Regions from separate parts of the Mus musculus genome. Here region 1 is linked to region 2. Evidence: chromatin contacts called from public HiChIP or PLAC-seq data. All regions are on one chromosome and are shown on one strand. Each heading gives the region's core, a stretch centred on a gene start, on an enhancer-like site or on the middle of the called end of the contact. The rest is flanking DNA. Distances are from core to core; before and after follow the strand shown. Region 1 has its middle 160 kb from the start of Gm24212. Region 2 holds the start of Snx20 (sorting nexin 20).

What was found. HiChIP or PLAC-seq counts read pairs in DNA pulled down with a chosen protein or histone mark.
Region 1: an H3K27ac HiChIP or PLAC-seq map of embryonic stem cells shows a contact between it and region 2, with 5 times the contacts expected there. The contact joins the enhancer-like site here to the promoter of Snx20 in region 2. A contact is called at or near these places in 5 of 39 promoter capture datasets (embryonic stem cells, hippocampal neurons and liver) and 1 of 115 datasets of contacts at active chromatin or transcription factors (embryonic stem cells).

Annotation. Positions count from the first base shown.
Region 1 is chr8:89,820,555-89,825,813 of GRCm38.p6, forward strand. No RefSeq gene overlaps it. Among named protein-coding and RNA genes, the nearest start is that of Gm24212, 160 kb to the left of the region's middle. Within about 2 kb of position 3,212, at least 14 of the 459 cell types and tissues checked have an H3K27ac peak or open chromatin away from gene starts, as enhancers often do. A contact at or near this core is called in embryonic stem cells, where this site is marked.
Region 2 is chr8:88,633,423-88,639,182 of GRCm38.p6, forward strand. Snx20 (sorting nexin 20) reads right to left here and starts at 2,706. Exons shown (of 4, transcript NM_027840.3): 1 at 2,564-2,706.

The DNA.
Region 1 (5,259 bases), core at 1,962-4,461, 1.2 Mb after region 2:
TGAAACACTGAAGGCCTTGCCTGTGCTTTAAGCCCCTCCAGCTCTGCTTCCTGGACCAGGATGGAAGAAGTCTCTCTTACAGGCTCCTGCCATCATGGACTCCTCTATGTCATCTCCACTGTTGTGAAATGAGACAGTGCTATGAAACAAGAGCCAAAATAAATCATTCACAGCCTATCAAAAATACCCAGTACAACAAAATATGAAAACGTCTAATCTCTCTCAGCATGGTAATGAGAATATAGCTCAGACATAGTGGCCCTTACACCATCCCCAAGGACACTTGAAAGTGTTAGCTGAGAGGAAGAAGGCACAAGGTTTTGGTCTCTGAAGAGCGTCATGGGAAGGATCCTACTGCCCTCTGCATTTTCCTAACCATGCAGAAATCTGGTCTGCCATTGCTCCACATAGGTCTCTGTCTCACCTCTGATTCATGGCACCTGTAGTTTGGGGTTTTATGCTTTACATTAGGGGATTTATTTTGTCTCTTTCATGACAATGGACTTTGGCCATTGGAGAACCTGTTGTAGTCCCCTCTTCTAGTGATCTGAACCCATCTCTCTGCTTCTTCCCTAAAAGGGAGCCCAGCCACAGTCTGTGGAAGAGCTGACTCAAGGTTTCATTCCAGCCTCTTAACTGTGCCTAGTTTCTTCCTGCCTCTAAAGTCATGGCCCTCTAAACAGAAAACCCTCAAGATACACTCGTTCTCCTCTTACTCATTTCCTTCCACAAAAGCTCATTTGGGAAGAAGAGCAAGCCAGGTTCCTTGATTTGAGTGGGTTATGGGAGAAGGATTAGAAGAAATCAGTGTTGGAGAAGTTTAATGATGAAAGCAGTGTTATCTTTTTATCTCTTCTGCTCTGCTCTTTATTACATGATTTTGCTGCTGCTTCAGCCAGAGCTGGGGTCTATCTCCTCCCCTTCCATGTGGGCTCATCCTGTGTCTCCTTCTGATGACTAAAATATACTGGAGTAGCATTGTGTGACTCTTGAGGTGAGCTGTAACTGCATCTTTTATTCCTCTGATGTAATTGTCACCACAGAGGCTTACTGCCTCCTTCTGCTAACCTAGGTCTAGTCTGGAAGGTTCTAGCCTTTCTACAATCTTTTATCTAGGCCTAGCATATTTTAAGTCTATGAGACTTACTGCTGAATAAACATTCCCTTTCTAGTTCTTTCTGAACTCCTGGCTGGTTTGTCAATTCAGCTGTTTTGGCTCAAAACTCTTTTCCACACTAACTGATTCAAACTGGCTTCTTTCAGCTTCTGTCTGAAATGTGCTGTTTGGCCTCGTACTACCTTTGGCAATATGTTCTAATCTTCTGGCTCCTTTTTCTTCTCTGGTTCATTCTGTTTTCACCTGGGTCTAGCTTGTTCTCTCTCTGTTACCTCTCTCTATGTGATTGTCTCGGTAAAACTGCCCTTTCTCCTTCCATCTCTTGCTGCTGCTCTCTTAAGTAGCCTCTCTTTCTCCTCTCTTCTCATGGGAGTTGGGCAGACCCTATTCTGTCAAATCTTTCTCTGATTCATCACTTTGTCTGCTTCTAAATTAGACATCACTTTCAGACATGGGTGCTTCCTTCTACAAACTAATTTTACCTTCATTGTTTGGGATTAAATATGTGTGCTAAGGGCATGTCTGGATTCCAGCCAGAGCAGTAAGGTAGATAGATTAAAATCCCTCTACACTAGTCTTCAAATTCTAGCTGATTTTGCTTCAATCCTCTTGCAGTAAGGTGCCATAATCCAAAAAGGCCCAAGGTAGCCCATCTAAAGAGGAGAAAATATGCAAAGAAGGAAACCCAGAGTCCAGGGCTTATTCCCTGGGGTGAACAGTAGCCATTTTTGCCATGAGTGCTGTTGGGACATCAAGTCATGGAAGCCACATTACCCTGGTCAAAATGCAGAAAAGAAAACCAGCCCACCTCTGATCCCTGCCCAACTGATGATTCCTACACTCAATTATAAGTAAAGTAATAATTGTCTTAAGTCATTACATGGTGGAGCAATTTGTTAAGAAACAAGATAACTGACATACACTTCAGAGTCCAGAAAAGATGAACAGTAAGTACCTCAATGTGTTACTGTTTCTTCTAGGAGGAAACTTGAATCTGTAGTGATTTCAAGGTCTCCTTATCTCTGCATTTCAAACTGTTTTCAAGGAAAGTTTACTACATTTAAATGTAGAGTGTTTCGAAGAACTCTGAGGGGGGAGTCAGATGTTTGAATGTTTGATCTCCACTTAATAACATGTATCCCTCGAGAAACATGAGGAGTGGTGATGAGCTCAAAATGTATTCACTGGTTTTCTCATGCCGGAGCCATGCCCTTGGTTCTGATATACCAAAACAAACCTCATCTAAGAACACATTCACAATCTAGTTGGTGAGGAAATATAGGATATATTTGAATAAATCTCCTTCAAAATCAGAATTATTTCTTCTCTGTGAACCCTGCATGTGTGTCCTGTGTCAAGTCTTTGTGTGAGAAAACCTGTGGCTGCCTATGTGCACTCTCTCCCATTATTACTTTGGTGGGTTTGGGAAATTCTCAGAGAAAAGGCTATCAGCACAAAGCACTTATGATATATTCATTGAAATAGCCCTAAGAATTTATTTTCCCTGAGACTTCTATTGATCATGACAGCTCTTATGTGATCTGTTTGTTAGGTCTGGGGTTTCTTGGTGCTATTGATCAAGTAGATTCCTTTGTGAAGAGCTACATTGATTAGTTTCCTGACAAGCTCTTAAGGCCACTTGCAAAGCTGTCACGGGTGATATTTGCCATCACAAGAGCGGGGCTAGCTCATAATGTCTCTCTGAAAGGAGGCTGAATAGAAGACAGATGAGTGTGGACTACTTGCTCTGTGCTAGGTAAACACCCAGTGATCCATCTCATTGCTGCTTTTCCCTGGGAGAGAAGATTAATATCCTTGCAGTGAACACTCTTCCCTGCCCTTAGCATCTGCACTAGAAAATCCCACTCAGACATACAAGGCTCATTTGAAGCTGCCTTGTTTGAGTATGTCGTTGTGGAACCACTGTTCTCTACAACTGCCCCAAATCCCAGTAAACAGGTCTCAAAATCTGGATGGTATATAATAAATATGCAGCATCATGAAGAATTCAATGTGAACAAAAGAGGAGTCTGAACAATAGGCTCCAGTGCTCTCTGACAAAAGAATACCACCACACAAGGACAATGGACACATGGGAGTTCCCATTTCTTTACAATGAAAAGTACTTAATAGCTCATGCATCTGAAAGGGAACAAGAAGGCCTGTTCAAATGCTCCTTCTTCTAGGAGCCAACCAAGGGTCTCTTGCAAGGGCATGCAGAGGGAGGTGTGACAGACAGGGCTGGCACCAGAGGCTAACAGTGACTAAAGCAGCCTGTGGCTTAGAATCCATGCAGTAAAATTCAGAGGAGTTTTATAGCTGAATGAGATGGTAGTGAGATTGCTTGTTGGTATGTTTGCAGAATCTTACATAGAAGAAGTCTTTAGGCTATATGGGACAAAAACTGGCCAGGCTTGTCCCTTCAGTCCATTTGATGTGCTTTTTGATTCAAAGAATTCACATCAATCAAGTAACTAGTGGCTCATCTAAAAATATGGAGCGAGACATTCACTAGCAATATGAGCTTGGACAAGGCAGATCTTCCTGCTGGACCTCAGCTCTGAGCATTACAGGAGAGAATGTGTGTAGAGCCAGATGACACCCCAATGTTGACTTTGAGTCGCTTCTATTTGTATTCTTTAAAGTAGAAAGTGCTCGTGTCATTTAGGCAATGCCTCTGCCCATCAGAGAGGGAGAGACTGTGTGTGTTGGGGTGTAGAAACAAGATGGGAGAAACATCAAACTAAACAGACAAGTTTAAATGAAAGGTACTCTGAAAACCGATTATATAGTCGACTGCAGCCACACTAACTGGATTCCTGAGTGGGAGGCTGGAGCTGTAAAGGAGAGAACGGCGAGAGAAGTAAAGAGACCAAGACAAATTTTCTGATCATGGCCCAGAGTTTACTAAAAATCTGTGCTTATATAGGCAGAAAGCCCATCTCCCACAGATCCACTCTTGATGCCTGTTGCCAGCCTGTAAGCGGCTGTCTGACAGCACTGGTTTGGCAAGAAGGTGTCAATCACTAGGTTGCTTGCTGTCTGCAGAATCTCTCTGAATCTCTCAGCAGGTAACAGTGTCTCAGAAAAGAACAGCTACGTGACCAAACAATAGAACCATCTAGGTGGGAAGGCTCCACCCCAGGTGGTCTCATTCTCAGTGGCATCCAGGTCTGAGCCAGCCTACTCAGGGCTGGGGGAGGCTACAGTATTACTTGTTTGTTCCTTCCCCAGTGAACATTGAGGACAACAAAAACAACCCCAAAGAGGTCAAGTCCCTCATTTGTTTTCCTAGGGACTCAACACTCGCAATGACAGGAGCCCATGTGAGCATTTACTTTGTGACTAACAGACCAGAAGTCTGACATTCTTTATTAGGTGTGGGGGAGGAATGGGGCTGTAGACCTTGCACGAAGCAGAAAGACATTGTCCCCCACCTCCACCCAGGGATCTTTACATGGGAAGATCATGGATCATTTTCCTTTCAAGAGAAGGATAATTGCACTGAAAGGAGAGAGCATTTTAAAATTTGCAAACCATAGGACATGTGTGTTTTTGCCCACAGGATCCTTGGCTTATCCCTCCCATTGTCCCGAGGGAGATGAGCTCAGGAGACATTCCTGTCTTCATCCTGGAGCTGAGTAGCTGAAGCTAGCATCCTCCATTCTCCATCATGTAGACTGTACTGAGTGGCTCAACACAGACCCTGCCTTGGACCTCCAAGTCTAACCTCCATTGCTACTAATTTTTTAAAAGTCTAGCAATAACTCAATGTGCTGATTAGTTTCGTCAACTTAGCTCAAGCTAGGTGCATCTGGAAAGGGGAAACCTCAATTAAGAAAGCGCATTCATTAGATTTCCCCTGGGCAAGTTTGTGGGTGGTTTTGTTGATTGATGATTGATGTGTAACGGTTCAGCCCATTCTGCGTGGTGCCATGGGGGCAGGTGATCCCGGAGTATATAAGCAAGCAGAATGAGCAAGCCTTGGGGGCACCTCGCAGCTTTCCTTTGTTGTCTCTGTTTCAGTTCCTGCCTTCTGGTTCCTGCCCAGCTTAAGCTCCTGACCTGGCTTCCTTTGCTGAAGGACTAAGTTGCTTTTTCTTATGGTTCTTACTAAGGCAACAGGGAGCAAACAAAAACAC
Region 2 (5,760 bases), core at 1,456-3,955:
AAGCCAGCTCACTGAACCACACTTTCCTCTTTCCTCCAAGCCTTTGGCATGGTACTATCCACATTCAGGGTGGGTCTTCCCCTTAACTTAGTCATCTGCGGAAACAGCGCACAGACGCACACAGAGGTCGACTTCTCTCGGCTCCCAGGGTATTGTAAGTCCAGTTAAGTTGGCAAGATTAAGCATCATAGCACAGGAACCAAGAGGAAGTGCAATGATGTCATCACATCCTCTCTTTGAGTTAGTCTGGCCTAGGGGAGGCTTTAGCCTGTGCCTCAGGGGCTGTTCTTCATATGGCAGGTGGAAGGGACTATTTTCTGAGTGGCATCTAATCAGCGGTTCATTAAGTATCATCAGAAACCCTCCATCAGGCCTCACAGTGACAGGAGGTGGGTAAACTGAGGCACAGAACAGGGTCCCGGCTGGACCAGTGCTGTATATGCTTGGGTACTCAATAGCTTGTGTGACCTGCTAACCTCTCAGCCTCGTGGAGGAGTCAGGAGGCATGACCCCCATTCTGACTGATTGCAGCCCCTGGGCACGTCATTTATTATCTTCTGTTTTCCATCTCTCCCTTTCCTTTTTTGGGAAGGGTGGCTATAAGCCTTATCACACTGTTAAGTGTTGATGGGATGGGTCCCTCATGTTCTGCTAAGTTCTCAACCTCCCAATGCTGTGACCCTTTGATACAATACCTCAAGTCGTGGTGACTCCCCAACCCTAAAATTATTTTGATGTTACTTCACAACTGTCATTTTGCTACTGTTAGGAATTCTAATATAAATATCTGATATTTAGGATATCTGACTGTGACCCCTATGGGGGGGGGTCACAACCCATAGGTTGAGAACCACTGTGCTAAGTGCTAAAGCAAGATAGTAGGTAGTCCATAGGCTGTCATATTTAACAGGGGGTTTTATTTGTTTGCTTGCTTTTGTTTTTTGAGATAGTGCTTCACTATGTAGCCCAAGCTGCCCGGAAGTCATAATCTTCCTGTCTTTGCCTCCCTAGGGCTGGGACTACAGGTATGCCAAGGGGGCCTATTTTACCGAATGGAGATGTAGTGTTTCCTATGGGCACTCTGTACTCTCCCTATGATTTTGTCTGTGAAGTGAGTGGTGGCTTGTGGAACTGGCCCTAGTGGTCCAGGCCTTTCCAGATCTGCAGGGAACTTCTTCCATGGGGCTTCGGAAGACCGCAGAAATGTGCCCGTGCTGCGTGCTCTGGTAAACCATTCAAAAACTGGCATGAAACCGAGGCTTAGAATAAAACTCAAAGCCACAACCAAAGCTGTTCCTGTCCTCTTACAGGACAGGCTGGGAGTGACCCATTTAAAGACAAGTAGATAAAGATGATATGTTGACAGTTTCCCAAACACATCCAAGCCTCAGTTTCCCCCTGTGGGCAATTGATCCTTTTGCTAAGCTCCTTGGTTTTTTGTTTTTTTAGTTTTTTGAGACAGAGTTTCTCTGTATAGCCCTGGCTGTCCTGGAACTCACTCTGTAGACCAGGCTGGCCTCGAACTCAGAAATCTGCCTGCCTCTGCCTCCCAAGTGCTGGGATCAAAGGCCTGCGCCACTACGCCCAGCTGCTAAGCTCCTTGGGGACAGAGGGTTCTGAGGGCTGCCTTATCACTCCACACCCTCAGTGGGAAAGATTTCTAGCCATCAGAACAAAGCACTGCAGATGTTGGGACTGGACTTGGCCCAGAGGACAGAGCAGAGTCGCAGGCTCCCACCCCTCCACCCCTTACTATCTTCTGTGCATGACAATCTTCATTTTCCGGGAGCCTTGGCTCTTGTTCCCCACTTCAAGGGGCCCTGCCCTCTTCAGTCCTCCTCCTTCATACACAGGGCCACTTGTAGAGCCGAGGCCACCTTTCTCGGGGGCAGGGGGAAGGTTGTGGGGGGTGGCTAATGAAAATCTGGTAGAATATAGTAAAAGCCCTTGCCCATAAGACAGAAGAACTGAGAGGCACCCATTCAAAGAGGAGGAGGAAGGAAGGAAAGGAAGGACAGGGAGCGGCAGCCCTGGCTGCGGGAGTTTGAGTTTAAGTCTCCTTTCTTTGTAGGGCAGCCTCCTCAGGTCTCCATTGAAGGGCCAGCCAAGGCTCCACCTGCCCTGAGCACCATGGGACCCCTGGGTGCTTCTCTGTGGAGCTTGCCGCTGGAAGCGCTCTCAGTTGGGTGTGCACATCAGAATCCCCACTGGGACTGGGGAGAGGAAGTGTTAGGAGCTCTAAGGCAAGCAGGCTGCCTACCCCACAACACCCAGACAGAGCTGGGGTGGGCTCCGGATTCTTACTCGGCTACAGGGTCCACCCTTTGAGAAATACAAGCCTGGACTTGTTCCCAGGAACAGGACCAGTGCCTGGCATTGCAAAAGGAGTCAGGCTTAGAGGTTGGAGGTGGGTTTGGCCCCAGTTTCTAAGGACAGCCCATACTCTCACCACCCTTGGTCCCTCCTAACCAGTACCCAGGGAGTTCCTAGAGGGCCTCTCAAGGACATCACTGGGTCTCAGGGCGCAGAAGCCAGCTACGCTTGGGGTCAAACACTGACTGACCTGGGATCTTCAGGCTTTGTGGGTTCGGGGTCCAGGAGAGTCACATGCCCCAGTCCGATCTCTTTTTGCAAGGTCCAACTAGATGGCTGAATGTCTGCCGCAATCCTGAGTTCTCCTTTTGAAAACAGGAAATGGGCTGAGTGATCTCCTTCAGGGGCCCCAGCTTATTGGTTGCTGAAAGATGTACATTGAACCTCCTAGACAAATATCTGCAGTACATCATACAGGCCACGTGGGTCAAGGCCACCAACAGGAGGACAGTTTAACTTCACAGCAGCTTTAAGCAGCTTGATACGTATTAGACACCCGAACGATAGCTGGCATTTGGAGAATTCATTTCAAAGTCCTTTGTTTTAGTCCTTTTCTGTGGCAATGACAGAAGACGATAAACTGAAGGAAAAAAAATCACACACACGAAAGTTTATTTAGTTTATAGCTCTGGATCCGGAACATGCAAGAGCACACTGGTAGTGTCTGTGAGGGCTGTCCTGCCGCATGTGACATGCCATGGTAGGAGGTGGACAGACAAGAGAAAGCTTACCTTATGCACCCCAGTTTCACAGTTACAGCATAAATCCCTTTATGAAGACTGTCCTTATGACAGTCAACTCTCAGAAGACCCTACCTCCCAAACCCATTATGTTAGGGATCTCAGTCTAACATGAGGATTTGGGGATACATTCTTTTAATAGTTATTATCCTAGCTATGAGCTAGGCATAATGGGGCCCTTCGTGTTCTGTTGACAAGCTGGAGAACTGAGGTTTGGTGCATGGAGCTGGTGGGATGCGGAGCCAGTGCCTGACACAGAAAGGTCATGGGATAGGCTAGGGTACGGCCCAGGTGGACATCTTGCACTCCCCTGGCTGTGAATGAGCCAGGCTGTACCTTCTCTACCCTTGGCATGGCTAATACTTCTTGAAGCCATTCTACAGTGTGGGCAGGGGTGTCACCTCATAGCTTACAACACTGGGTCCCACAAAGGATAATTATGGTAGACATTTTACAGGCTTATTTCCCACCCATCTCTTCTCCGTTGGAGTCCATTGCCTTCTTTGTCTTTTATCGAATTGCGTTAATGGCTGAAGATAGGCCGAGAGGGTTCCTTTGGGTACATGTGCTTCTTAATCTCTTTTTCCTCCCGAGGCTCACATTTGCACTGAAAGGATCTTGTGATGAATAGATGCTGTCTACCATGCTCAACTAAATCAATCTTGCTTTTCACTGTCACAGAGGTTTCGCCCTCATTTGCATCTGCTTCAACCCCACAGGCCCTCAGGAAGCTTATGATGAGTCAAGGTGTACAGAACACTTAATGGTGTCATGCTGAGCGTGTGAGGCTGGCAACTGAGGGCATACTAAAATCCTCATCGTTTGCCTTTCTGCTCAGGACTCTGTACAACATCCTGCCTCTCTGCACCACCATCACTATCATACCAAGAACACACATATCCATAAGAATTTGGTTTTGGCAAGAGCTTGAGAGAACTACTGTGCATGGCGTGCCTCTGGCTAGCCAGTCCCAGCTGCAAGGGCCGGATCTCATTTGCCTCTGCCTCGTGTTGCCTGGCAGAGGGCCTAGTGTGGTAAAGAGACAAGAGGTTGCAGAGAGGTGTGTGCCTCTGCCCCTCCTCTTCCTACCGTGCATCTTTCCAGCTCCTTGCCCTGTCTCTGCCCAGGCTTGAAATCTGTGAGATGCCACAGCAGGCTCTACATTCTTCTCCAAACCCTGTGAGCTCATCACAGCAGTTAGCAGCCACAGGGGAATAGTGTGACAGTCACTGCTTCCTCTTTTGGGGCAGGGGCCCAGTTTTTGGAAACCACCTGACATGGAGGTGTGCCCAGATTTTGTTGGAGGAACACAACTGGGCCAGTGTGACCAGGAGACTTTGTCATCTGCTGGGTGCTGGCTTTTCTCTGAAGCCCAGAAGCGGATGGGAGAGGGGTACAGGCAAGGGCTATGTCTTGTCCACTTGGGCTGCCATAACAAAATGCCCTATGCCATGTGGTTTAAACAACCAAGCTTGTGTCTTAAAGTTCTGGGGGCTGGGATATTCAAGATCATGGTGATGGCAGATCCAGTGTTTGGTGAGAGCCTGCTTCCTGGTTTGTTAATGGCTATCTCTTTGTTGTAATGGCCCACAATTAGCAGAGGGCTAGAGGGTTCTCAGGGGTCTCCTTTTTAAGGGACATAGTCCCATAAGGGCTTCACATCATGATCTAGTCACTTCCTAAGGTTCTGCCTGTCAGGGCCATCACATTGTATGTTAGGACTTTCATGCCAAGGTCTGAGAGGGCATATTCATTCTGTAACAAAGAAGATCATGGTGGGCCAGGACAGAGCAGTGGGCATCCCTGTTCACAACAGTGGCAATACCAAGGCCAAATGAGGAAAGGTGGGCACCATGGAGTCAAGAAGGGGAGAGTCTGCCATCTTGAGTCAGATGCCCTCTCTGGATTCCAAAGTCAGAGAGCATCTCTCCTGCTCTGATCCATTGGTAATGTCCCATCACATTTAGAGGCAACCTGAACTTCACCCTCTCCTGCCCCTCCTGACTTCACTGTTCCCCTCCCAGCATCCTTTGCTGCCCTTAGCACAGCCACGGTGAAGCACACTGGAGCACAGTAGGCATGGTGGGCATGGTGGGCATGGTGGGCATGGTGGAGGTGCGAAGACTTGCCTGCCCAGGAGTTCCCTCTCTGGAAATTCCCTTCTTTAGGGTCTTTCCACATGGGGTTTTCTTTCCCCTGGCTTGTAGCTTCCTGTCTGTCTTTGGATTGCTTCTCCAGGCAGCCTGCCCTTGACTTCATGCCATCTACCACGGATGGCATGCCTGTTTGCTTATTGTCTTAAACACCACAATGGCAGGAAGCTGTGTTCATATGGGTAGCCTGTCCCAGCACTCAGCCCAATACCCACACTTAGAGGGTGCTCTGAGGATCACTGCTGTGTGACTGCACAGGTGAGATGATGCAGAAAATGAATGGAGCCGCGGCTCCAGTTCAGGTCTGACTCAGTGTACCCCTGGGCAGGCCACCGCCCTTCTGACTGGCAAGATTAAATCAGTCCTTCTTATGTGCAAGGACTCTGCATTGAGTAATAATCCAGAGTAATAATCCAGAGATTGAGTAATAATGCACCAGAAATGACTGCTTACTCAATCCCCAATGCCTTAAAAGGAATGAATGAATAACTGCT